Linked DNA regions of Ovis aries: region 1 is linked to region 2. Evidence: chromatin contacts called from public Hi-C data. All regions are on one chromosome and are shown on one strand. Each heading gives the region's core, a stretch centred on a gene start, on an enhancer-like site or on the middle of the called end of the contact. The rest is flanking DNA. Distances are from core to core; before and after follow the strand shown. Region 1 overlaps TULP4 (TUB like protein 4). Region 2 holds the start of TULP4 (TUB like protein 4).

Evidence for each region. A called contact is a pair of places that touch in the nucleus more often than the background predicts.
Region 1: a Hi-C map of liver shows a contact between it and region 2, with 2.9 times the contacts expected there. The contact joins the enhancer-like site here to the promoter of TULP4 in region 2. A contact is called at or near these places in 2 of 16 Hi-C or Micro-C datasets (hypothalamus and liver).

Annotation. Positions count from the first base shown.
Region 1 is chr8:82,622,103-82,628,153 of ARS-UI_Ramb_v3.0, forward strand. All of the region lies in intron 3 of TULP4 (TUB like protein 4), which reads left to right. Among named protein-coding and RNA genes, the nearest start is that of TMEM181, 97 kb to the right of the region's middle. Within about 2 kb of position 1,864, at least 10 of the 54 cell types and tissues checked have an H3K27ac peak or open chromatin away from gene starts, as enhancers often do. A contact at or near this core is called in liver, where this site is marked.
Region 2 is chr8:82,496,614-82,502,023 of ARS-UI_Ramb_v3.0, forward strand. TULP4 (TUB like protein 4) reads left to right here and starts at 2,327. Exons shown (of 16, transcript XM_060419298.1): 1 at 2,327-2,450.

The DNA of each region.
Region 1 (6,051 bases), core at 614-3,113, 130 kb after region 2:
CAAAACTAAACACCAGTCTGTAATTCCATCCCTGAGTGCGCTACTTTTCTACTTGGAATCCATTCAAACAACAATCAGGCAGTACCCTCGGCCTGGGACTGTGCCTGGCCCTGAGATACTGAAGGTGGCGGTTCAGTGTGGGGTGGCCGAGCAGGAGGTGGGGAGCAGGTGCAGGGTAATTTGGGCAGGAAAAGCTCCCCATGGGAAGCCAGCTCCTCTGTGGCTCTCGTATGACTCTGGTCCTCGCGTGCGTTCTGTATCTCGAGGCCGAGCGGCCAGCAGCGGCTGGCTTGTGCCCTCGTGCGGCTGTCTGCTGAGAAAGTCAGTAAACTCACTCCTGTGGTGGGTCTCTCATCTAACTGGAAACTGAGTCAGTTCCTGGAGCCCTCAGGAGCCCTCTGGTGGGACAGACCTTCGGGAGGACCCTGAGGGACTCTGATGAAGATGAGTCAGTGGTGTGTTCGGGGGAGGACTCCTGTCACTTTCCTGAGCAAGTCCTGGCTGGTTAACAGGAGCTCTTTACCAAAGAGCTGCTCTTCCCAGGCACCTGGGTCTTGTGATGTGGGGACAGACAGCAGAAGCAGTCTATGAGTTTGTGGTTCAGTTTAAATACAAAATAGTGGAATAGGAAATTCTTTGAAGGCAAGGTAATAATGTGTGCAGAGATTATGACAGGAAATGGAGTTAGTTATTGGGAAGTGATGTGAGAAACTTGCTGTTAGAAAGAGAAGGGTGAATGCACATTTATTTGGATTAAGGTGTCGTGCAGGTCTGTTCACCAGGGAACGGGAGATACGGATCTCAGGGAATGTGCGTCAAATAGTTGAGACAGCGTTTCAAGAAATGTTCATTTTCTGTTTATATACTTCTGTACATTTGAGTTTTACTTAGTGTGTATTTCCCTGATTAGAAAAAAGATTAAAAAGGAAAAATACATATGAGTTTTGACCAAAATGTTGATATTTTAACTTATGGCTGGTGGTCAGGTAATACCCAGGTCAGGTCCTGATGGGCAGCTCAGGTCTCATGGAGACTTGCTGGACCATGGTTAAGTGTTTTGTCTGTTTCAGGCCAAGAGCTGTTTCTCAGAAGGAGAGTCGTTGTCTATGGCAGATGGCAGGGCTGTGCTCTAAACCCCAAGGCCTGCACTGAGATTCTTCCACCAAAGGCTCCAGACAGCACCCCTTTCTGACACTGATGCTTTGGGTACCACTGAATCTGCTGTATCACGTGACCTGGGCCACAGAGCAGATCACACAGTGGCCTGATCTATGAGGAGTTCTCTCTTCTTCTGGACCCCACTCAAAATCATCAGCCTTTTGGGTCACTAGGTAAACAGGCCAGATTGTCACACTCAAATTAGGGGCATGTAGCCTCCAAAATCCAAAGGGGCACAGTGAACTTGACACATGAAATTAACTGTCACTATACATGGAAACTCGGTTTTTATGTAACTCTTGAACTAATTACTTAGAATGCAATATCGCTCATGTTTTAAAAATCATAAGCAAGCACTTAGGAAGAAACTTGTATATTGTGTCAGACTCTGAATCAAATTATGATAACATATTCGCCCAGCTGCACCCCCTCCCATCAACTACGCACCCTCTTACCAGGTGGTATGTCGTGATCCATGTGCTAGATGTTTCTCTTGGGGGGTAAATATATCAGTATTTAAGTTTTGTAGGATGTTGCACTTAGGAGTAGGTATGCCATATTTGTTTAGTACTTGTCCAAATAGAATTCAGGGTGTCAAAGTATTAGAGCTGGAGGGATCTTCAGAAATGGTCTAGGCTGACTTCCTTTTTCAGACACAGTGAAGCTGCAGGGTGTTAGAGAGCAGACTGCCGCTTGGGCTTTCTGTGGTCAGTGAGAAGCTTCCTGGTTCCGGCTGTGGCCTGCTCCCCGGAGCTGAGAGGCCTGCTGTCGGCTGGGGTCAGCATCAGCCTGTCACGGGGTGAGCTGAGGTTCTGTCTTCAGTTGTTAGCCTAGCCGTGTGCCCGGAGCAGTGCTGTTTCCTGACCAAATGCTCGGTGTGCTGGGCTGAGAGATAGGGATTTTAAAGAGCAAGATGCTGAGAATCTGGCCGTCTTAGCTGCTCTGAGAGCTGGAGAGGAACATCTTGAAAATTAATCTACTAGGTTACGTGTATTATAAATCACTAAAATACACACCTGGTTGACAAAGAGTACTAATAATATATAATATATAAAACCTTAGTTCAAATAGCCAAGTTAACTACTTTAATAATTGAATTTCCCTTCAGTGAATTTAGTGGCAGTTTATCACTTGGTAGATGCTTAAGAGCTTAAATCAGCCTTTTTTTTTTCTTTTGAGGCCGTAACATCACTGATGCTAAGGCCTCATTTAACCTTGATCTGTCATCTTGGAGTTGGATGGATGGTAATATGGAGGTCCCCTAGTTGTAGTCCCCCTGCCACACCCCCTTAGATGAGTTGCTCCCAGGTACCCTTGGCAGTTGGCTGCCCCGCCTCTTGTTTCCAGTGTTTCAGGTTCCTTTTGAAGACAGCCCCTTCCACGGATAGGCAGCACTCCTGCTCCTTGTTAGAAAGTTCTCTTTCACGTACTTCTCACGGGCTTCTCATCATTTGTGCTTATGTCTCCTGATTCTGCCCCAAGATTGTTTTTCTAGTTTTCTCAACGGTAAAACACTTCTTTATTTTCTATTGATGATTATTTTTGGCTGTGCTGGGTCTGTGTTGCTGCATGGGATTCCCCTGGCTATGGTGAGCAGGGCCTGCTCTGTGTGTGAGAGGCGCAAGTGTCTCACTGCAGCGGCTTCTCTTGTTGCAGAGCATGGGCTCTAGGGCACTGGGGCCTCAGGAGCTGCGGCAGATGGGCTTAGTTGCTCCACGGCGTGTGGGATCTTCCCAACCCAGGGATTGAACCCATGTCTCCTGCATGGATTGGCAGGCGGATTCTTCACCACTGAGCCAGCAGGGAAGCCCTTCTGAACAATTTTTTGCAGCTCATTTTGGATGGTCAAAAATTCTAGACTAGATATTTCAGCATTCTAATTTTAAAAAACCATTTGAGTATTCTTCACGAATACAATTGTTTCCCTAGCATGAATCAATATTCCCCCCAAAATAGGCTCCTAAAATGATTATGCCTGACTTTCACTTTGTAATTAGGAAGATACAAAGAACCAGGGATGAGTGTGCCTGGTTCCGAGCCCTTCTCTGCCTCCCGCCAGTTGGGTGCTTTGGGCAAAGGAACTTCTCTGAACCTGTTTCCTTTTCTATAAAATGAAGATGGGAATGCCTGCTCCAGGTACCAGGCTGTTTTGAGAATCAGGTGCTTTTGTAGTCTGTCTATGTTCTTCCAGATATAGGAGGTTAACTTCCTTGTTTTAGAATGGAACATTTGAATCATCAGTTCAGTCACTCAGTCATGTCTAGCTCTTTGTGGCCCCATCGACTGCAGCACGCCAGGCTTTCCTGTCCATCACCAACTCCTGGAGCTTGCTCAAACTCATGTCCATCGAGTTAGTGATGCCATCCAACCATCTCATCCTCTGTCATCCCCTTCTCCTTCTACCTTCAATCTTTCCCCAGCGTCTTATTTTCTAATGAGTCAGTTCTTCGCATCAGGTGGCCAAAGTATTAGAGCTTCAGTATTAATCTTTCCAGTGAATATTCAGGACTGATTTCCTTTAGGATTGACTGGCTTGATCTCCTTGCTATCCAAGGGACTCTCAAGAGTCTTCTCTAGCACGACAATTCAAAAGCATCAGTTTTTCTACCAACACCATTTGAAGGGTTCCTGTCTCAAAAGATGAACATCCTTGAGGTGGATTAGCTGACACTAGGGCTTTGTTCTGTCTAAAAATAGTGCCAGGAATAGGAGGTGAAGTGACTTATTGAGGGCATTACAGTACAGCCCAAAGAGCCCTTCCACAGACCTGCATTGCATTTTTACTGGGAATTCCTCCGTAAGTATTTATTGATAAGAATAACTATAAAACAATAGAAATCTTATTTTGGAGAGGGTGACAGGCTGACATTTTGGGGGAATAATCAAAGACCTAAGTCAAAACTTGACTTATATTCTGTTCAGTAGAATGCACACTTCACCTAACATTCTTAATGCTGGAGCTCTTTTGTGCCCAAAGCAAAGAGGAGCCCCATCTTCCTCTAAGAGGGAAGGAAGGCTCTGCCTTGGAACGCCTGGGCAGCTACTCAGCGCCCTCCTGTGTGATCTGGGCGACTGAGAACCCAGCTGGCCCCACTCGCTTGGCAATTCCTCAGCACTCTGGTATGTCCTGACTCTGCCAGGCAGACTGGAGGGATTGGGAGAACAGGAAATAAGCTGCCGGGAGATAAGACGGGCGGCTTGGAATCACAGACGAAAGAGGAAATGAGAAAACTAACTCAGAGAAACAACACTGCCTTTGAAAACTTTATTTTTAAACCAAGAGTCACTGGAAAGATTTCTCTTAATTTAGGGGAGCAACCCACCTATATTCCATTACACCGGTTACACTCCCAGCAAAGTAGTGTGTGGATGGGGGCTGCATTCTGTTAACTGCTGAGTCTCAACTCATCAGGAATTACGAAAAGATGAAGTCGAGTCTGTGAACTTTTTGTTTGTCCAACACCCACTAGTGTTACCACAAGACCAAGACATTTTTAATGTTAGAAATAACTGTAAAATATTTTTTTTGCTTCTGCTCTTTTGTGTCCATGTCATGCTGTGACTATGCAGGCTGTTCTGAAGGAGAGGTTTTACTGATGATGATAACTAAATATGCAACCATATGTGGCAATGCATGTTAAAGGAAAAAGGCGAAAGTATAGAAAATGGGACTCGCCTCTGTTTTCTGAATGATGATGCCTTGTCATCAAAATACTAATCTGTAAGGAAGACTATAGTAGATAGTTCACCGTAGTAGTAATGTTCACCGTATTTAACGTAAATAGTTTAAAAGCGATCACATTCTTATTTGTCACACTGTTCTGAAATGCACGAGTCGCTGTGGGCTTGGATGGTGAGCGTGTCTCGGGGCCAGATTGTGGCACGCTGTGGTGAGCGCTGCTCGGGCCAGGCACCAGTGGGTCTGAAAGAAGTTTATGAAGTTGGCTGCTTGGAAATTCTAGATTTTATGACACATTTGGTACGTTTAAAGACACTTAAGAATTGGATCAGTAATTTAAATATAGAATTTTAAAAATTAGAATAAGTTAAAAGTGGAAGTCTTAGTCTCTCAGTCGTGTCTGACTCTTTGTGGTCCAGGGGACTGTATAGCCCACCAGGCTCCTCTGTCCAAGGGATTTCCCAGGCAAGACTACTCGAACAATTTGCCATTTCCTTCTCCTGGGGTTCTTCTCGACCCAGGGATTGAATTGCGGGCAGATTCTTTACTGCCGAGCCACCAGGGAAGCCCCTTTAGAAACTAGGCTTTAAGATAATGGGTCTGGATTTGTTGCTCCTCACCATCGACCTCCTGTCTGTCATATGTTCCCAGCTCTGTATGTGGAGCAGGATGTGATGTCTGTTCAGTGAACTGAACTCCACACGGACCAGGATTTCTTAACTCCTACCCTCGCAACCTAACAGTTGGTAATAGGCAGTCAGTCAGTATTATTGGCTGTTGTTAAAATGCCTTTGGGAGTTGAAAATAACCTACTTGCAATAGTTTTCAGCCACCATTCAAAGCTATAGCCGAATGAGACTCATAATTTACACGGGGCTGTTTGGCATGCTCGCGGCATTCCTGCGCATCAGTGTTCAGAGGCGAGGGTGCCTCCATCCATCCCTCAGGTGGCCAGGGCTCTGGGGCAGAGGGAGCCTGGATCTGTGGGCACAGGAGGTGGGGGGCAGTGAGGGCAGCACCTGCAGAGCGGCAGCCAGAGTGAGGCAGGCGGTCCTGGCGGAGGGACAGGGTCAGATGGGCCAGCGGCAGGTAGTGGGCAGTGCCTACATCCGTGGAGAGCTTGCATCCGCTTGGCATGGGGGCCACTGACCAGGTTAGATTGGCTGATGATGGCCAGGTCTCAGAGGATTGCAGCCTTTCCTCTCTTTATGCAG
Region 2 (5,410 bases), core at 1,077-3,576:
GGAGGGCAGGGAGACAAAGGACACCCACCCAGAGTGACAGGGAGCAGAAGGAACAGTAAGAACCAACAAGACGTAGCATTTGGCTTGTGATAAGTATTTAATAAACCTGAGCTATTATTTGGGGTTGAGTACCTATTTTATGTTATCAGGCACTATACCAAGTGCTTTACATAAATTATTTCATTTAATTCTTTCAGCAGCCCTGTGAGGTAGATGCTGTTACTTGAATGTACTGTTAAAGAAACAGTGGTAAGCATATTGTTCTTGTTAACACTTGTTCCTAAGCGGTAGAAGCAGGACTTCTATGAAGATACTTGCTTCGAAGATCATTTATATCGCTGCTCACGCAGTGGCAAACTACAGAGGTGAAAGTGAGGCCTGAGAGCCTTTGCAGTTTTGCTGAGAGCTAGCTGTACCTGTGCCCACAGTACTTGCATAAAAGAGAGTTTGCACATGTGAGCCATAAGGAAAACTATAGTATTATGACGAGTGGTTTCAAGGTTAATATTTTTTTCATTTCGCAGAAGAAAGAACACGCACGTTGTTCAGTCTTAATGGTATGTTAAATCATTGTTAGACTGTTACGTTCATTGCATTTGTTAAGTCAAGAAAGTTCTTCAACTGCATATTTTCGTCTTTACTCCTTTGGCTAATTCTTTAAGGTCTAATAGTCAGGGTAATATTTTTCAAAATTTTCTCCAGGTCCTGATTGCCTGATCCAAGTTAGTGCACACACATGCACGCACACACGTGTATGTGTGTGAGGAAGAGAAACAGACTTTTAAAAAATGTATATATTTTAAATAATTCTGGTTAGAGTCTGTACATTTTGAGAGTAAGGGTCATATTGTATATACTTCCTTTGGTTGCTCCACAGACTTCAGTATAAAATTTAGCCCTCAGTTGAAGCATAATACTCATTTCACTGAATGAGTATTATCTTTTATGTTAAAGGTATTCTAAGACTTAAATGTAGCTTTACTTCTGAAAGGTTTCAAAATTAATTTTAGGGATGTTACAAAATGTGTATGCTCATACTTCTCTTGAACACATTTTACTTATGTGCATATGATCGTGGGGCAAATATTGTTTAAAAATTAACTTTTAAAAATTTAAAACAATCTAGGCAGCACTTGCCAACATTTGTGAAATCATAGGCACGGAATTTCAGAATTTAAAGACTCTAGCCCAACCCTTCTTTTCTTTCTGACAACCAGAAAATCACAGACGCCAGAATTCTTAAAGCTGAAGCTGATTTGAAAAATTTGGCAAATAGGCAAAAATCGAAGAAAGCGGCAAGGCTTGTAAAGATTGGCTGCTACATTTAATTATACAGGGCATGTTCAGACACGACTGAGCAGACTATGCACGCAAGCAAGCTTCAAATAAAGAAAGAAAAGATGCCACTATCGTCTTTTTTTTTTTTTTTTTTAAGCTACACATACGTGAACAGTCACCCAACCATCAACGCTATTTCTGGGTACGTGATGGAAAATGAAGGACAGGTGTATCAAGTTTGTGTTCCTAGCAGGACATCAATTTAAGAGGGGGGGAAAGGCTCTGGATGCGTTTTCTCTGTGCGAGTTAAAATGAAGCTATCGTCTTTTCCCCATAAGACTCACTGAAAAAAAGAGATACAATGTCTCCGAAATCATCACCATCAAAGGCACTTCAGTGACTGTTTTCACGGAGACAGACGGTGGCTCCCTGCAAGAAGCAACGTGCGCTTTCTAGAGACTTTCAACTCCAGACCGAGTGTGACATCCACGTCCGGCTCAAATGAAGTTGAGACGGCACCCGAACCTATTCGGTTCCCGGCTTAGGAAGGATTCCCTCAAGGGAGCGCGGTTCAGACTGGACTAGGTCCCCGCTGTTTTCACTGCTGCCCAGGCGGTGAGACGGCTGCCGGAGGGACGCGGGCTGCGGGATCTGCGCGTGTGACACGTGCGTGGGGCTTGAGTGTGCGGGCCGGTGGGCTGTTCGGGGGTGCGTGTGTGAGCTGAGGGAGCGCCCGTGAGTGTGAGGGGCGGGGGCCGGCGAGTCTGCGGAGACGGGGGCTCCGCGCGTTGGCGGTAGGCGGCCGAAGAGCGCGAGGCCAGGCCGGCGAGGCCGGCGGCGCCCCTCGGCCCGGAGCCGGCGGGCGTCAACGGTCGGGACGCGGGTCCCCGGCGGTGAGGGGCGCGAGGGGGGCGCGCGAGGGCGCGAGGCCGGCCGGGGGGCGGCGCCTGCCAGCCGCCCGGGTCACGTGGCGCGGTCACGTGGCGCGGAGCCGGGCCCAGCGGCGGCGGCGGCGGCGGCAACGGCGGCAACGGCTGCTGAGGGAGGCGGAGACTCGGCGGAGACGCTGAGGGGAGGCGGCTGGCGGCGGCGGCGGCGGCGGCGGCGGCGCGGGGCTGCTGGAGGCGGAGAGGCGCGGAGGAGCGCGGGGCCGCCGCCACCGGCGCCTGGAGGTGAGGCGGGCGCCGGGCTGTTGTCACCGCCGTCCCGGCCCCGGGCGCTGCCGCCCTCGAGAGGAGGAGGCGGCGGCGGCGGGCCCCGAGCGCCGGCCGGAGCGCCCTCGGGAGCCGGGGCGGGCGCTCGGGGCCCCCGGCCTGGCCCCTCTGCCGGGGCGCCTCGGGCGGGAGGGCCGGGGCGCGGCGGGCGGGCCCCCGCCGTGGGCTCTCCGGAGGGCGCGGTGAGAAGACGGTGGCCGACACCCGGGCTCCGGGCGGCGCTGGCTGCCGTTTAGCGGTTTGAGCCTTTGTTTCAGTTGTCTCAGAAAAATGGGGCGATAGAGGAGCTGGGTGCGCGCGCGCGTGAGTGTGTGTGGTGTGTGTGTGTGTGTGTGTGGTGTGTGTGTGTGTGTAAATCAGGAGGCGTTTGGCTTGGAGCCATTTTTCCCCCTCTTAATTGTGGAGACAGAAAACCCCTTAAAACGGTTTCCCCCGGGGACACGGTGCTGCCCCTCTTCCTCCCCGGAGCCTGAACCGAGTGGATTTCCCTCCCGGCCTCTTGCCCACCTTTCACCCCCGCCCCCCACCTCCGTGGAGCCCCCCGAGCGAGCGGGGGAGTCTGCAAAGCGGCCCGGTCACCTGTCGTGGCAGCTGCATGGAAAGGCTGGCGCGTGTGCTGTCTGGTCGGTGCCGTTTCCTCTGGCAAATCACGGGGATTCCGCTCCGAACGCCAACCCTTCTTCCCCTCTTGCCTGCGCTAAAAACAAAGTGCAGGATGCCGCCTCTGAAGTTTGACCCGTCTGGACCGTTAGTAGGGAGAGGTGTCTTACTTTTCCTCGTCATACCTCTTCAAGGTTGGAAAGGTGAGGTTCTTCTCGCCTTGTGGAAGGAAATTAGGGTGACACAGCCCTGTCGGGGGCGGATGTGACTTACCTGCTAAAGGGCCGTGGTGATCAGAAAGTCTTGAAACACTTCTTGTGGACAGTCAACTCCCCTTACAGGGAGCTCGGCCATGGGTTTCTCCCCCTTGAGGGCTCTCCTCTTTGTATTTTGCGGTAGTGCAGCAGCACCTTAAGGATACCTAGTTGGGCAGGTTCTTTAAAAAAAAAAAAAAAAAAGCAGGGAAAATAATTTGTTATTGAGGTTTTGCAGAATGTGAAAATTCACCTGGGGGTCCCTTAGCGTTGTGTCTCAGGTATCCATTCCTTGGAGTTGAGTTCTTGCAGGCAGGGCCACTGGGAGTGGCGCTGTGGCCCTGGAGGATGCTCACCTCTGGAGCCAGGGAGCTCGGTTTGCTGGGGTTTGGAGTTGGGATTGATGTGAAGAGACAGGGCACCTTGGCACCTAGCTGCTGCAAACAAGAGGCGGCCTCCTGGACTGCCGATCTGGCCGGGTGGTTTGGAAGCTGATCTGAACACGGTACAGTGATAGCCACTGCTTGTGTTGAGGGGATCTCAGCCATCCCTTCTTATTTCTTGATAGTTTGCTGTTGTGCACGTAAGTATATGAATAAATCTGTATGGCAAAATCTAGTGTTTAGTTCCTGAATTATAGCATAGTACTTAATTTGTGTGAGAGTGGCCGGAGGATGTGAATTTCCTTGGAGAATAAGTGCTCTATTTTAGTAAGGGCTGTGAAAGTAGCAGTGTTTCCATGTGCTGGGGGAAGTGTTGACCTCTAGAGTTAGAAGTATGTAATTCTGAGTTACGGATATAGGCAGATATATAGGGGGATTTTTTTTTTTTAAAACACAGTGGAGCTTTATACCTGGGAGAAGAGTAGAGAGCCAGTTACTTCCTGTGACTGAGAAATAGTAATGAATTTACTACTATTTATTTTAGAACTGACTTCATTTAGAAAAGATGTATCATATTGAACTTCCTAGTTTTCATATGGAGCTGTGCGAGTGGCAGTTTGATTATTTATGTTTTACCCACCACAACTCCATACTTTGGCCACCTGATTCCAAGAACTGACTCATTGGAAAAGACCCCAATGCCGGGAAAGATTGAAAGCAAAAGGATAAGGGGGTGGCATTGGATGAGATGGCTAGATAGCATCACTGACTCAGTGGACCTGAGCAAACTCCAGGAGATAGTGAAGGGCAGGGGAGCCTGGCGTGCTGCAGTCCATGTGGTGGCAAAGAGTCAGAGATGACTTGATGAGCAACACCACCAAAACTCTGGAAAAAAGGTTTTGTTTTTTTTTTTAATCCATGAAAGGATACATGGTTCATGAAACCTGTTTTACACTGAACCATCCAACATTAATGCTGAGATTTCCCAGTAAGGAAAGAACAGTGACAACACAGCAGCCTTCTTTCAGGATGCATTTCAACGCTCTTGCTGTGGTGGTCTTGAGGACTGAATGAGAAGCTCAGGTGGTCTTTTGATCTTGCCGAAGGTTCACTGAATATCTGGATTTCTAAAAAGTTTTTCGAGTGCCTACCGTGCACAGGGCTAGGCTTGGACATTGTTCTTCATCTGTTTCACTGCATTTACAATATCAGTTATAGACTCCTTCCTGTTCTCTTCTGTAGATGGAGAAAGACTGAAGATAGATTGACCCAGCTGTGCATGTGGTTTATCACATGCTTTAAAAAACTCAGTAAAACTTCTGCTATGAAATGTCTTGATTTAGTTATTTCATTGGTTCCTAGTTAGGACCCTGGGAAGTATTATCAGTATTACCAAAAGCTTTCGCCAAATTGTACATTTGCCCTTAGTGAGACTGCAGGGATTATGTAATTCAAACATCAAATGTCTTTTAATCTGGCTGGGATAAAGTTAATTTAGTTAACTAAACTTTTAAACATATTAAACATTCTAAGTTTTTTGTGATGAAATATGCATAATGTAAAATTTACTATGTTAAGCATTTTAAAATGTAAGATCAGTGACATTAAGTACATTCACCTTGTTGTGCAGCCATCACCACCAGCATCTCCAGAACTTACTCATCTTCCTGAACTGAAACTT